2 separate regions of the Mus musculus genome follow, and region 1 is linked to region 2. The links are chromatin contacts, called in public promoter capture Hi-C maps. All regions are on one chromosome and are shown on one strand. Each heading gives the region's core, a stretch centred on a gene start, on an enhancer-like site or on the middle of the called end of the contact. The rest is flanking DNA. Distances are from core to core; before and after follow the strand shown. Region 1 holds the start of Mycbpap (MYCBP associated protein). Region 2 holds the start of B230206L02Rik (RIKEN cDNA B230206L02 gene).

Region 1 (7,527 bases), core at 3,823-6,322, 390 kb after region 2:
ATCGCTGGAGTGGAGTGAGGTGGGGGTGGGGAATAGAAAGGCAGAAGGAAGGAGTCACATCACCAAAAGAGAGAGCTTAGTGATCCATGCAAGAGTGAATTCAGCCTATCCTGGGGGCAGAATCAGGGATGGGGGACAGCCTAGGGGGCCAAGATTGAGGACAAGATTACTTAAGGCTCTCCTTCGGCTGGAGATGCCAGAAGTGGCCCAGGCCTTGTAGAAAAATGCAGAGATGAGAGTTTATGCTACATAAGTGGCAGCCATGGGTGGGCCCTTTCACCAGGACACATTCTGTCTGCCTCCAGAGAGGTGGCTCAACTCTTTCAGATGTACACTTCATTTCTCTGGTTAGTAATTTCATCTTTTCCTTCTCTGGTTGAGAAGGGTTTGATGTAAACATCTATACGAAACAATCAAAGGAGAACCTAATCAGAGTCGCCAGGGTGCTTCGAACAACGTGGTGGTTTTATCTAGTGCTTCTCAAAGTGCTATAATCTTTAAGAGAGCACGCCACCGCAACATCAAGGCAGGGACTTTGGTTTACACAATCCAACTGTATTTTATTTTTAAAAGGAAATGTCTACATTGCAGGTGGTTTTAAAAAGAAGAAGAATCGTTCCAAACATAACTTTAAATCCATCTCCTCCACAGAAGCAGCTCAGGGGCATCTCTGCACAAAGTACACACACAGAGACACACGCAGAGCTGAGCAGTCTGACCCCATTTCACTCTGATCTTCCACCACTCCTGGCAGCCTTGGGTTTTGATTTAGCTTTCTTTCTTCCTATTGAAGCCCAGACTGGCCTGGAAATTGCCATCCTCCTGCCTCAGCCTCTTGAGTGCTAACATTATTGGCCCCCATCTAGATGGGCATGGATTCTGATTTATACTTCTCTCCCCTCCTATACAAACATCAAAGCAGGTGGCAGCCCAGATGAAGATCTGCTTTTAAAAATGTTTTCATACCGGGTGGTGGTGGTGCACGTCTTTAATCTCTGCATTCAGGAGACAGAGCCAGACAGATCTTTGTGAGTTTAAAGCCAGCCTAGTCTACAGAGCAAGTCCCAGGACAGCCACAGCTGCACAGAGAGAGGAAAAAAAAAAGAAAGAAAGAAGGAAGGAAGGAAGGAAGGAAGGAAGGAAGGAAGGAAGGAAGGAAAGAAAGAAAGAAAGAAAGAAAGAAAGAAAGAAAGAAAGAAAGAAAGAAAGAGAGAGAGAAAGAGAGAAAGAAAGAGAGAGAAAGAGAGAAAGAAAGAAGAAAGAAAAGAGAAGAGAGAAAGAAGGAAGGAAGGGAGGGAGAGAATATTTATGCTTTCCAGGACATTTGTTTCTTCTGCCTATCAACTTGGTTGGTCTACATCTTCCCTAGGGACTACTAAACAGCTCCAATGTGCTTCCTACTGATGGGTATAGAATCACTGGAAGAAACATATAAATACAAGCATTCAACACTGCTGAAGATTCCTGGGGCCAAAGCTCCCACCACGCTCAGGGAGCAACCCAGACCCTGATTGATTAGTTGAGACTACAGGAGCCCTGGATAGCTCTGCCCTCAAGTTTGAACTACCTTGAGCACATCACAATAAATGCTGTCACGCTTCACAGTCGGGGGATGGTATGTATTTGATTAGCTAGACCAACACATGTGCTTCTAAAGTGAGGTCTGTCCTCAAGACTATCCACCAAGTTCCTTCTTTTGTTGTTTTGCTTTCTTTTCAGACAAGGCCTCCTTCTAGCCCAGACTGCCTTGGAACTCATGGCAAGTCTCCTGCCTCAGCTTTCTCAGCTTTTCAGTTCTCTGGTTTTTCAAGTGTAAGCTACTAATGCCCGGCTCACCAAGCACCTTCTACCATGTTGTAAAAGACAGAGGAGATAGTATGAAAGGTTGCAATATGGTTCTTCTCAAAGCAAACACAAACACACAGAGGTAATGTTAATACCATCCGAAAATCACGCTTAATAGGTCAGATGGGACGTTCAAAGAACCACCATGCCAATCAACAGAGTTGAAGACCCAAAAGAAAGTTCTCAGGATAGCGGCGCAGTGACAGCTTCCCTGCCTGGAGGAGCTGGAAGGAGACAAATGCTTTGCAGAGGTGGATCTGCAGACAGTGGTGTTGCGGGTAAGGCTGTGGCATGAGCAAGGCTGAATGTGGCAGGTGTGTATATATGTGTGTATATGTATATATATATGTATATATATATATATATATATATATATATATAAACTATATATATATACATATATATAAATATATACATATAAAAATGATTTCATTTTCAAACAGTAAAAAGCATGTATATATATATATACATATATATGTATATATACATATATAGTTATATGTATATAATATATATATATATTAAGTTTATGCCAGAGATGATAATTCACTGAGTACCATATATATGTATAATCTTCATAATGGATATGAAATGAAGTCTAGATCAGGCACATGACCCCTAGTACAGGAGAGTGGAGTGTTCAGAGTGGCATTTCAGAATGACCAATCCAGTGACTGAGATAGACAGACTGGAGGCAGACCAGTCAGGAAGGGCCAGTCCTCAGGTGGAGGGAAGCTCCAGTGTCCTGGAGGACCACACAGGCTAAAGGAGGGCCACACTGAACCTGAGGCCCATGTGCTTTGTTCTGGAAACGCAAGCTGAACAGGGTTGTTGGTGAACATTTCTCTGTCCTGACAGCTGAGGGGGTCAGACACAGCCCCTTTGAATGGGACAGTCAGGTGATACTTCTGTTGGAGCTTAGGCAAGAGTTGTTGTTAAGGGGTCAGGAAGAGGGGGAGTAACAGACAGGGTAGAGATGGGATCTGGTTTTTTTCCTACTTCTTACACAAATGTTCCTCAGCTGAAAATCTTTGAGAAACCGACTTCAGGGTTGAGCTGGGGGAACCAAGGCAGGAAGAGCAGAGCTGTCCTTGGAGTCTTGGGGTCCAGGGGCATCTGATTTACTGGTTGCTTAGCAACAAGGCCAAGGAGAGCCACAGGACTCAGTGGGGAGTTCAGGCCGCTTAAACAGGTTCCTAGACATGTTTAATCAATGTTGCCTTTCTAAAGCTCACAGATCAGAGACTCAGAGACACACAGCACAAGGCTAAAAGATCATGCTTGTGGGCTGGACATGTGACACTGGGGAGGCAGGCACGCTACCTCCCAAAAGTTCAAGGGACCTTGCATGTTAAACATTTTAATTTTTTTTCCCTCCTCACTCTGGTGTATGCTTTTAACTCAAAGCCTATTTAACAAACGGAATCCTTGCCTTATTAAAAACAAACACTCGGTGGAAAAAAATCCTTCCTTGATCTGTTTACAGCAGAAAGTTCAAATCTGATTAAGATCGCCCTGAAAGTAGGTGAGCACGAGGCAATGGCCAGGAGAGCCCTTGGCTGCCCTTGGGAAAGGAAACTGATTTCTCTCTCTCTTCTCTCTCTCTCTCTCTCTCTCTCTCTCTCTCTCTCTCTCTCTCTCAACTACTAAAAGTATGTCATGAAACAGCACCAGCTTTTTATACTATGAAGAGACATAAAAGAAAGACAAATCAAAAAAAACCAAACCAAAACAAAACAAAACAAAAAAACCCACTAGAATCTTGTTAGTTCTCTGAGCCTCCCAAGGGGATTCTACTGACTCTAGGCCTGCCCTCTCCTCACTGTGTGCTGTACCAGCGCTAGGAGGCTGGGTCCCCTCAGGGCCTGCAAGGTCACACACCAAGACTTTCTGACTTTGCTTGGGAAGCCCTTTCATGGTCTGGCCCCTGCCTAGCTGCACTGAGTTCTCTGGATCCTATGCTCTTTGATCCATGAATTCGCACTGCTCTCTGAGCCCAGGAAAGCAAGCCCTTCCTTTTTTTTTTTTTTTTTTCTTTTTTAAGTTATCTTTTTCTTTAATGCCATCTACTGCAGAAAACCCTTCCCTCTAAGTCTACCAACTGAGGCCTAGTTCAGAAGCTCTCTCTGAGCACCCATAACTTCCATAGGTGTCCATATTTGGTTTGCTAAGTTTGTTGCTATTCCTCCTGGTCTTGATTGTGTTTCTTGAGGGTTGGAATCACAATCCCAGTGTCAACCAGTGTCTGCACAGGACAGACCTCCATAAATAAAAAACAGAGCAAGGGATACCTCAGTAGCAGAATGCTTGCTTAGCATACACAGGGACCCTGGGTTCCATCCCCAGCTGGAAATTTTCAAAAAGGGGAGTGGTTGCCAATGGAAACAATCACGGTAGTTCACGTTAAACTAGATATCTGTCACAAGGCTAGAAAGGCCAAGTGGTAAGACATAAATAGCACTCTGAAACCAATGGAGTTAAGAGTTTTGGGTGTTATTTTTACTTGTGGATTCCCCCCCCCCCCAAGACTCTTAGGTGGCCCCTGCTTCAATTCCCAAGAACCTCATCAGGTGCTCCCTGGTTCTTGGGCATCTCATCCCAGGAGTCTGCCACCTGTACCACCCTAATATATGATTTGAGTTGGAGCTCTCTTACTCCTCCTGTCCCAAGGCTTGTCCCCTGCCACTGACCCCGGAAGCTCTCTCTTAGTACCTCACTTGCCATGTTACCTCCACCAAACATCAGGACCCTGTGCCTCCCTTCTGAGATTTCTGCCCATGTTTTGTACTCCAAGGCTACAGTGACCCTCCCTGGTATCTGTTGCGTCCTAATCCCTTCCCAAGCATCCCTGTATGTTTTGTTTTGTTTTTTCCTGAGCACCCAAGGCCTCCAGGGCCAACCTTTGACGCTCTCTGCGTTCTCCAGGATCTTGCTGGTTGGCATTTTGAGACGGGATTCCTTCTTGATGGCCTTCATGGTGCCGTCCGGGGTTACCTGCCTTGGCCCTGTGCTCCCCGCCCCTAAGATGACTGCGCAGCGCGGCAGCCCCCGCCGCGATCCCGCCCTCAAGCGGCCGCCGTAGCGTCCATAGCAACCAGCGCCACGCGCAGGGGGCGCGCACCCACCGAGCAACTTGAGCGGGGACTGCCTTTCAGTAATCTTCTTCATCATGACGCGCTCCTGCACCGCAAGCGGCTCCTTAGGCTTGTTCGCAGACCCCGAGAATGCCCCGGTCAGACTCTTGACGTCACAGGAGGCGCTAAAGAGCGCCAAGGCGTCATCGACTGGGCCTGACAAAGGGTTGCTGTAGGAACTGGCCGAAGCTGAGTGACTGGAATGGGGACAGTAGCAACCTCGGCCGCCATAGGATCTCCCACCTAGACTCCCCAGATGTTTCTGCTCTGGGTCACCGCTTGCTGACCAGTCTTCAGGCTTCCGGCACGCTCATCTCACACCAGGCTGACCATGCATTGACTACTTTTCCTAGTTTAAGTGCCCCAGACTCCGCCTCCACCGGCCTGTCATCTGCCCTGCCCACTAATCAGCCATCACTTCCTAGGCCAGTCAGACTTTTACCAGATTTGGGGTCTTTGCATAGACATGCTGCCTTTGGTTCTCGTGAAGATGTACTTTCCCGTTACCTCACATTTCTAAGTGTATCCACGTCATTCCTTCCTTCCTTTATTCATTTTTACCCAGAGCTCTAAAGCATTCAGAAATTATCAGGTTTGTTTCTGAGGTTGGATCCCTCTCCAGGACTACTACAAACTCCTCTCGACCTCGCTCCCTGTGACTGGACACATGCTCCAAGGGCAGCCTCCCTTCTCAGTCACACTCACAGCATCTCTGGTTCAGTTCACTTCAGGGACACTTGGGGCGGCATTTAGGACACTCCAGGGAGATGCTCTGTCACCTGTGTCCTCCAAGGGACAGGTTATGAAAATGAGGTATGGGGGGTTAGGGAGTGCGCGTTGGAGCTACTGTTTCTTTGAGAAATGTGGTGTGCATGAATGACAGACTGAGTTGTGGAGAAGGAAAGAGCTTCTAGCAGCAAAACGGCAGGCTACGTGACAACCTCCCCGAGGAGGGCTCATGGTTTTTGTTTTTCTCCTTTTCTTTTTAAAGATATTTCTTTTAACCCATGTTATCCTCAGACTTTACTACTACAGCTAAGGCAGGGGTTAATCCAGATCCTTCTATCTAACTCCCAACAGTGAGCCTACAGATGTGCTGCATCTCCAAGCATGGGTAAATGAAACTTTGTTTGGTTCTGTTTTCCAACACTGGAAATTGAACTCAGGGCCTTGTACACACTAGGCAAGTGTTCTGTCATTGAGCTAGTCCCTAGCTGGTATGGTTTGTCAAGGGAAGGTATGTAGGTACCAGGCAGGTAGTCACTTCAATTGTGCAATGCTTAAAAACAAAAATAGCCCTTCCGGAATGTGGTGGGTTCTACATCTTATCTCTTGCTCAGGGTGGTGAGAGCAGTAGACTAGTGTGGATCTAAAGAAGACCTCCCACTTGGGAGATAAAGGCAAGAGGATTAGAAGTTCAAGGTCATCCGGTGCTACACAGAGGATTTTAGACCAGTGTGGGCTATATAAAACCATGTCAAGAAAAAAGAAAAAAAAAGAGCAAAAGAGGAAAAGGAAAGGAGGCAAAAACAACCCGTGTCTGAGTTGGTTAAAGTGACTGGTATACGGATTTTGCTGTGGTTAGCATTTCTGGCAAACACTCTTCCGTGTGTGTCTTTTTCTCATAACTTGGGACTAGGGAGTGTTCTAGAAGGGAGGATTTGTGCATTCCTAACTATCTTCATTGTGCATTAATCTGTAAGAAACAGAGCGGGCAGGAACCAACAGAAATTTCTGAGAATGGGTCTCAGTGTTGAGGGCTCATACACATTTTCTGTAAAGCTAATGAGGGATGAAAGGGGAGGGTATCAAAACATCACGTGTACCCTATAAACATAAGCAATCATTACTTGTCAGTTAAAAGACTGCCCATGCATGTCTGGAATAACACTGGCGAGGGAGAGGCAAGAGAGTAGTGAGTTTGAGGCCACCCTAGGCTATATAGTGAGTTCCAGGGCACCCTAGCTAACACAGTGTGACCCTATCTATCTCAAAAAGAATGAAATAACTTTTAAAAAAATATGAACGTGTTAGCTAAGAGCACCTCAAATTCGTACAGATCTAACAGTCTAGGCCAACCCAGAATGTCTTCTGGATAAAGAATAGTCCTCAGACGCAGTTGACCGAGTACCCTCCAAAGGGAGATGGGGCCATTCACTCCCAAGGAACACACCATTACTTAGGAGCCCTGTGCAAAATGGGGAAAGGTAAGACATGCCTCCTCCTGCTCTCAAGATGCTTGGGAGTCCTCAAGAGAAAATCAAACATTCTTGTTACTCCAATCTTCACCCAGCTCCCAGAAGGCCTTTTAAGTTTGTGGAGTTACATGGCTCATGGGTAGCCCAGCTGGGGCAGTTCAGTGGGATCAAAGGGCAAGGGGAGGCAGGGTGCATGGTCAGGCAGGTAGGCAACCTGGCGGCTCACCCACCAGCCCAAGTGACCGCCCTTTGTTATGGGTCTCCCTGCCTCTGCCTCAGGAAAGCGTTGGACCAGACCAGGGCTTCTTAACTTTTTGAGAACCTGGTCAAAGTTAAAACTCTTCCCATTG
Region 2 (7,648 bases), core at 5,051-7,550:
ATACAGACACACACACACACACACACACTCGAGGGGATAATTTTAACAATCAAAATGTAAGAACAGTGGGGTTTTCCTTTTTTTCTTTTCCCTCCTCCTCCTCTCCTCCTCTTCCTCCTTGCCTCAAACCCTAGAGATCCATTTTCTTCTCCCTCCTGAGTGCTAGGATTTAAAGTATGCACTATCATGCCGAGCAGAGGCTGCTACTACCACTTCTAAATAATGATAATCTTTGCCTGTACTTTTTGTTTTATTCTTTTAAAACAGGCTTCTTACAAGCGTTCTCGCGACCAGCCAGGAAGAACGCAACAAACCAGAATCTTCTGCGGCAAAGCTTTATTGCTTACATCTTCAGGAGCAAGAGTGCAAGAGAGCAAGAGCTCTATTGCTTACATCTTTAGGAGCCAGAGCGCAAGAGCGCAAGAGCTCTATTGCTTACATCTTTAGGAGCCAGAGAGCAAGAGAGCAAGAGCCAGAGCAAGAGCAAGAGGAGAGAATGGCGAAACCCCGTCCCTTTTTAAGGAGAATTATTCTCCGCCTAGGACGTATTACTCCCTGATTGGCTGCAGCCCATCGGCCGAGTTGTCGTCACGGGGAAGGCAGAGCACATGGGGTGGAAAACTACCCTTGGCACATGCGCAGATTATTTGTTTACCACTTAGAACACAGGATGTCAGCGCCATCTTGTAACGGCGAATGTGAGGGCGGCTCCCCACACAGGCTCTCACTTTATTGGCCTGGGCAGGTTCCTGGCCCTCCAGTGGGGTTGGGGAAGGAGGGTTTGGAATACTTAAAACAATTTCCAGTTTATCAAAAGAGACATGAGGACAGATAGTTTAGCTCTTTGATTTTTTTTTGGCCAGCCGAAAGCAGCATAATAGCTTCCGCCCACAGAGATGAAGAGTTGTGATTTGAGTTTAGGCCTTAAGGGGGACAAAATATGCCCAGACTCTGGGTACTGACGTCTCACCCATAAGATGCAGTTCTCAGTCAGGCCAGAAGAGGGAGGTGTGGCCATGATCTACCCTGGGAGCTACTGCACAACAGGGTTGTCCCTGTTTTCATCTCAGAGTTACCCCGTGTTCTTATCCTCAAGTTGGTACATTTGCTTTTGAGAATGAGAGCAGCCTAGCTGGAGTCCCAAGCATCTTGTTTCCTAGGAGACAAAGCTTTCTTCATTCTCGGCCAGTTATCCCCTACCACCACCTCAACTTCACAGTCCTTATTTTCTGATTCAAGGGCAATTGAAGATTAGGATACCATAAACCTGGTGCTACCTTAAAGGGGTAAACAATATTTCCCCTCATGAAGCCTGTATTGCTTGGCGAGACAATTTCTTATAGTTTTGATAGGAAGAGGTCATTAGCTTTGTGCCTAGTGTCGTTTTCATGGCATGTAGTTTTTCTAAGTATGTGCCCATAAATTGATAGGAGACCTGCAGAGAACCCCTGTGGAGAGCACTGCTGAGCTTATGTTACCCAGAGGCCTGGCCTTGGACACACAGGCCTGAGAGAACAGAAGGCAGCTCAGTGCTTGGTGAAACCAGATTAACTGGGCATGGAGCCGCTGCCTGTGGAGGCAGATCTGCAACTGGGCCCCGGTCAAGTGTTCATCCTGAAAATTAAACGCAGGAAGATTACATTTTACATCTAAGAGCGACTTTGATTCCTCTGCAGCCAGAGAGAAGCCTGGGAACAGTGGTGACGGTGACAGTTGTAGAAACCGTTCACGCATACCTGACACCTGTTGTTCATGACGCTTTGTAACAAGAACCAACCTCAGCACACGCGTGGCAAACAGACACAGAACTAAGGAAAATTAACATAGGCACAACAGGGAACTTGGGGAGTAGGGTCCAGAAGGTTCCGATGCCCTTGGTAGGATTTTCAAGCCTAGCATCACTCTTCCCAAGCAAGAAGGCAAAATTGTATCTTTGGAGATATCAGCAGGGCATCTCAGGCACAGACACCCCAAAGTAGAGTAACTGTTCAGAAACCAGGTTTTCCTCCTTGTCACCACAGTGATGGCCTCCAGAACCTGTGTTGCAAAAGCCCATGAGATCATTTATCACTGAACAATTAACAAGACACCCGTATCCTTCTGTGCAGGTGCCTCAGTTTCTTTTTCCTATTGCCCTTTGCCAACAAGCCTACCTTCTTATACCATTGACTCATCCCAGACAAAGATCTGTGGTTTGAGTTCCAAATTCTGAAGTGGATTTTCAGCTACTGGCTCTTCACGCTCTGGTTTGGTCTGCACCTGGGGGAGCAGGCGTGCATGCCTGCATCCGTGCGAGCACACATGCCATCCATGCTGCGGCTTTGGAGAAGCTGCCCAGAGGTCTTCACAAAGAATTAGGAGCAGCAATGTAAGGCATTCTTCACAAAGAGGTGGCTCTACTGCCTGGGAACATCTCAGGCACTTGTGTTTCCTCAGAGACCTTGGAGACAGGCAGAAACTGGGCAAGCATCAACACCTTTAGACGCCTTCTTCCTAGGTCCCTTTAACTGAGATGGTGGGATGAGAAATGAAATTTAAGGAGGGGGAATCCTTGGATAACAAGACCCCACCTCTTCCAGAGCAGGAAAGGAATGGGTGATAAAGAAGACCCACTGTGCTATGAAGAACTGGGGCTATTCTCCCTTTTCAGCACAAGGTGGCGCCATTCTGATCTTAACCTTCCAAGTGCCAGTGAGCCAGAAGCCAAGCGCAGCAACAGCAGAGATGAGCCTGTTCAGGGCTTCCCTTGCCCCGGCAGTGCTTGGCTTGCTCACTGCCCTGTTTCTCTTCCTCATCCCTTCAGTAGGGGAAGGAAAACACCTCTGCTCAGCTCTACCAAGGCAAAGCCTAGGCATCCAAGCATGGGGCTGCTACGGAGGTGAGCGGGTTTCGAGATGGGTACAAAAAACATTGGCTTAAAGGATTTTTGGAAATGTCCACATCACGATTTCTGGTCTTTGAAGTTGCAGACGAATTTCTGCTGCCGCCTGCCTCTAAAGACACTCAAGGAGATGCCATGGAGTCAGCTTAGTGAGTTGCTTCAATGGAGACTTTATCCAAGCTGATAGCAACTAGGAGTTACATAACTCAGCAGGTCACAGAGCTAACTAAGCCCATTACAGGCCATCAATCCACAGCTATTTCCTGGCTTTTATAGCTGCTGCTGGAAAGAAAGGAGGGGGTAAAGATTAGGGGGAGAGCATGTGTCTGTGTGCCTGGAATAACCCTCCAAGGTCACACTCCCCTCACCTCTCTGCACTTGTCACAGGAACCTGCTAGGCCACTGCCCTTGCCACTAAGAGACTCACAACAACCCTCCAACAACCCTGGTGCTCTGTGTGGCCAGAACTTTAGCTTGGTCTTTTTTTCTCTCTGAACCTTGGTTTTCAATTCTAAAACACAACAGTGCTGGACCAGATGGGTTGTAGGATAGCTTTCTGCCTTGAAAAAGATTCTCAACAGCCGGGGATGGAATGGGGTGGGGGAGTCCTCCATCTGTAATGGGTGTTACATGTTAGTGGATCTTCCTGAGGGTAAAGAAGATGAAGTAGACATCACCAGAAGGTTGGGGTAGGTGAGGTTTTGACTGTTGGCCCTATGGAGGGAGACGAGCTTCACCAACATTCAACATTCCCTCTCCAGGATGCTAACACAAAGAGAGCATGTGTCACACAGCTGGCTAAAGCAAGCACAGGCTGAAGGATGGGGCATCTCAACAGCAGGGATTGGCAGCCCCAAGCTCAGGGAGTTTAAGGTTCAGAGGACTCACAGTTATTCCAGATGGATGGAAATGAATGCCCCAAATAACATTGGAAGTACCCCTAGGGAGGTAACTCCCCCCTACCATCTGGTACTGAAAACTCCACCCTGGACTGACCCTGTGCAGTCCAGATCCCCCCAGCTGGCATGACCTGACAACATGGGCAGAGAAAGGGAAGAGCGAGGTAAGTTGCTTGGGACAGAGAGTTTTGTGTCAGGAAATGACAGAGAAGCTGGGGAGGGACTAGATTAGCCGGAGAGTTGGGGGTTCATGCAGAGACCCCTTTCAGGCAGAAGTCAAATTCCCAGACCTTCTTTGGAGGTCCTGACCCAGTACAGAATGACAGGAACAACCCTTGGGCAGGAAGGCCAGTCCTTCACTGTCCCTCCCCAGCTCCGGGCCGGGCCGATACAGATAAAAGACTAGAAGATGAGGGTGGCCTGCTGGCTGCAACACTGAAGCAAGCTGGTAGCCATGCCCCCGTACCTCCCTCCCACATCACTCACACACACACACACACACACACACACACACATACACACACACACACACACACACACACACACACACACACAGTGGCAACATAATGGAAAGAAAGGTAAAGATTAAGCGCCATGGAGCAAATTTCCATGAAATGGATGTGACCCCAAACAGAGGTGACCCCTGAGGCTAGTGGCTTTTCTAGAACTCCAGACCCCTCAGATCCTCACCTGCACTCAGGCACTCAGGGCTTCTCCTTCCTCCAGGGGTCCATCACCATGGTGAGGAATGCGATGTCCTCAAGACGAGACAGAGGGTGAGCCTGTATGAGTCCCCAGCCCCACAAGGTAGGCAGTTCCAGAATGGGATCTCAGGGTCACTGTCAGTTACCTCGGGGCAGACACCTGGGTTATCTGAGAGGCTCTGATACCAAGGCTGTATAAGACACCCTAGCAGAGCTCTAGAGGTCAGGCGGAGACCCTAGAGACCATTTGGGGACACCAGGGAGTCTCAGGGCACTGGTTTACATAGGAATGGTGTTTGTAGAGGCCAAAGGAGAACATGTGACCACTAGACAGTGCTGCAGAAGCTTCCTGGCCCTGACAAGGTATTCCTGCCTCTGCTCCTCAACAAGTTCACCTCCCTCCCGGGGCTGCAGGCTGAATCTAAGGAGAGCTGAGAGAGCCATTTTGTACCTCACTGCTCTCAGCTTTCCCCTAATGAATTCAGTGCCAGGGACTACATGCAGATCCAGTGGACAACAAGGCTCATGAAACAGGATGGGGAGTGTCCAGGTCTGGGTGTCTTTCCAGGGCCTCTTTGTCCTTGTTGAAAGAGTTGAGAAGTCAGCATGGACTATTCTAGAAACTTCCCTGGGCTGGGCAGGGGGACAAGAACCCAAAGATCATTACAAAAGCTGGAGGTCAGGCCTGTGCCTGTCAGCTGGCTGGCCCGTCTTCAGTTCTGTCCTGAGCCCTAAGAGGCTTAGAGCATCATGTTTGGTCCTGACCCACTAAAAATGTCTAGCGGTACCCACTCTCCATTTGTGACAAGAGAAACGGGTTCTAGATGCTGCTAAGTGTCCGCTGGGAATACAAAAGCAACCATCCACTTGAGAGCCATGGCCTTAGAGGACAGGTGACAAGGACTCCAGGAGGGTCCATCCACCTCATGCTAAAAGCCTTTTCACCAGCAGTTCTTGCTGTGGCCTCTTCAGGGAAATCTGGTAATGATTATGACCTAGGCAGGTCTCCTACCATTCATCTGAAGGGAGTGTGTGGAATTCAAGTCCTATCCACAGGGTGAATGAAGGGAACATCTTCCCACAGGGAAGAAGGCCTGGATAACAGCAAGCTGGGGTAGCCTGTACTTCACTTCCTGACCCTAAGAAGTACATGGCCACTAAAGGTACAAGGCCACTCAGGGCAGCTGAGTTGCACCAGAGACCCCTACCCTTTGGAACTTCTGGAATGAGGCCTTGCCCCTCAAGCAGGTGGCTGTATGCTCAGCCCCATTTGGAACCTTGCACATGGCTTCCCTGACTCAGACTGCTGTATGTGACCTGTGCTTGTCACATCTCAAGATTACTTCCTATGGCTAATGACCTGGACACCTGGCAGGTGTCCCTCCCCCTGAAGGCAGGGGATGGGCCTAATGAAGCCAGCGGCAGCTTTTAATTGTGGGTTCTAGAGTGGAATGATGGGGGAGGGAGACACACTAAAACTTCCAGGAGCTTCCACATCCTAGCTGGCTCTGCAGTGTATTGTAAAGACACTTGGTATTCAATGCCCCTGTCAGGTCTCAGTTCCTTGTTTATAAAATAGAGGCTTTGGAGAACAGGGTGTGTAAAATTTTCCTGTGCCTAGGAACATCCTACATGATAGGGTTTTCAGGTACATTCTGTCACTTGGGTCACACATTATCCTACCAAATGACTATTCTCACTCTCAAGTTATAGCCAAGGAAGCTGAGACTTGCCCCAGGTTACAAAGTCAGCAGGTGTTGGGTCATGTGATCGGGTCTGGCCCATAGGTGGCGCTGTTGAGCACTCCAGTGGCTCTGTAAAAAGGCCAACTCGCTGGAGGACGGAAGGGTGGCCTGAAGACTGAGGAGGGGCAGGTCAGGTGCCCAGTCCAGAGAGGAGGAGTTGAAGATGACAAGGTTCGGAGCTCCAGGGACTGGGTGGTGGCAGTGCTATTAATGGAAACAGGGAAGTCCGGAGGAGGAGCAGGTTTGGGCCCAGGAGGCGGAGTTCATCCTTAGACATGTTGACCCTATTATGCTAACAGTGGGCTATTTCGGCTGAGGTCTAGCCACAATTCAAGGAGGAAAAAATTAAGGCTTAGTAAATATTCTTGACCAAAGCCAAGCTGCTCTTGCTATGTCCCATGTTCCCTGGCCTGGGCCTCAGGCTGCAGTGTTAGGATGGCAGCAGCCTAGCCCCAGCCCCAAGTTCAAGCCCTAATCCAGCCGCTGGGGGTCGCCACTGTGCACAGACTGGCAGAGCTGCCAAGGTGTGCCAACCGAGAAGAGGGTTTGGAGCCAGGATTCCCCTCACAGGAGACAGAGGTCTCTTCCCTCTTTGTAGAGGTAGCAGAGGCTCACGAGCAGAACCGAGTATCAGGCAGGTTAAGCTTTCCCCAAGAGCCTGATTAACCTTCTCCATCAGGTCTCGGTGACCTTGGAGCCAGGAGGGAAAAGCCACAGAGCCCCCTCACCTCTGGTGCTTTGAGAACAGCTCTCCCAGTTGCCCGGGGCGGGGGGCGGGGGCGGGGGGGACACAGTGTTCAGGGCTCTAGTGACCTCGCTGGGAGCAGGATCCCAGCTGTTTCAAGCCTCCACATGTCTCCCTTGACATTTGCGTCAGCAACTCTGCCCTTTGACCTTTCACTCCCCAGAGAGGACGGTGGAGGCAATCGGGACTAATTATTTGCAGTTCGGTGTGTCCAGCAGTTTATTGGGGTTTGACCTGGCTCTCTGGTCTCCCCCACCCCAGCTTTATGGTCTTGGTCTCCCGAGGAAGTTAAAGAACCAAGGGCAGGAGTGGTTCCTCTTGGCCTCCTGGTGTTGAGAGCCAGGTGGGAAGGTACGCTTGTAAAAGGGCTTGGAGAGGTGTCCCCACGCAGGCACGCACGCCCAGCGCAAACTCTGCCCCCCACACCCTTGGGCCAGCCTCCTGCTGTGCTTGGACTTGTTGGGACATGTCCCCAAGTGGACTGGGGCCAGGAGAAGGGGATGCCAGTCTCCTGGCTGCTTGCCCAGGCTGGAAGGGGGTGGAGGTTGCAGGACTCCGAAAGAGCTGGGGGTGGGGCAGGTGCGGTGGAGTCCATGGGGCTCCCTAGGCCCTGGGCCCATGAGGTATCTGGTTCCCTCTATATTTGGCCTTGACATTACTAGCATGCCCTCTCA

Evidence for each region. Promoter capture Hi-C pulls out the DNA fragments that hold promoters and counts their contacts.
Region 1: a contact with region 2 is called in a promoter capture Hi-C map of embryonic stem cells, with 2.2 times the contacts expected there. The contact joins the promoter of Mycbpap here to the promoter of B230206L02Rik in region 2. A contact is called at or near these places in 1 of 39 promoter capture datasets (embryonic stem cells), 3 of 484 Hi-C or Micro-C datasets (B cells, the C2C12 cell line and uterus), 9 of 115 datasets of contacts at active chromatin or transcription factors (double positive thymocytes, embryonic hindbrain, embryonic midbrain and 4 more) and 2 of 9 other capture datasets (embryonic stem cells and liver).

Annotation. Positions count from the first base shown.
Region 1 is chr11:94,516,430-94,523,956 of GRCm38.p6, forward strand. It overlaps Mycbpap (MYCBP associated protein), which reads right to left and starts at 5,073. Exons shown (of 19, transcript NM_170671.2): 1 at 4,971-5,073. The coding sequence starts at 5,016. It overlaps Gm35650 (a long non-coding RNA gene), which reads left to right. Exons shown (of 3, transcript XR_388967.4): 2 at 1,370-1,615; 3 at 1,720-1,866.
Region 2 is chr11:94,127,156-94,134,803 of GRCm38.p6, forward strand. It overlaps B230206L02Rik (RIKEN cDNA B230206L02 gene), which reads left to right and starts at 6,301. Exons shown (of 4, transcript NR_167701.1): 1 at 6,301-6,400.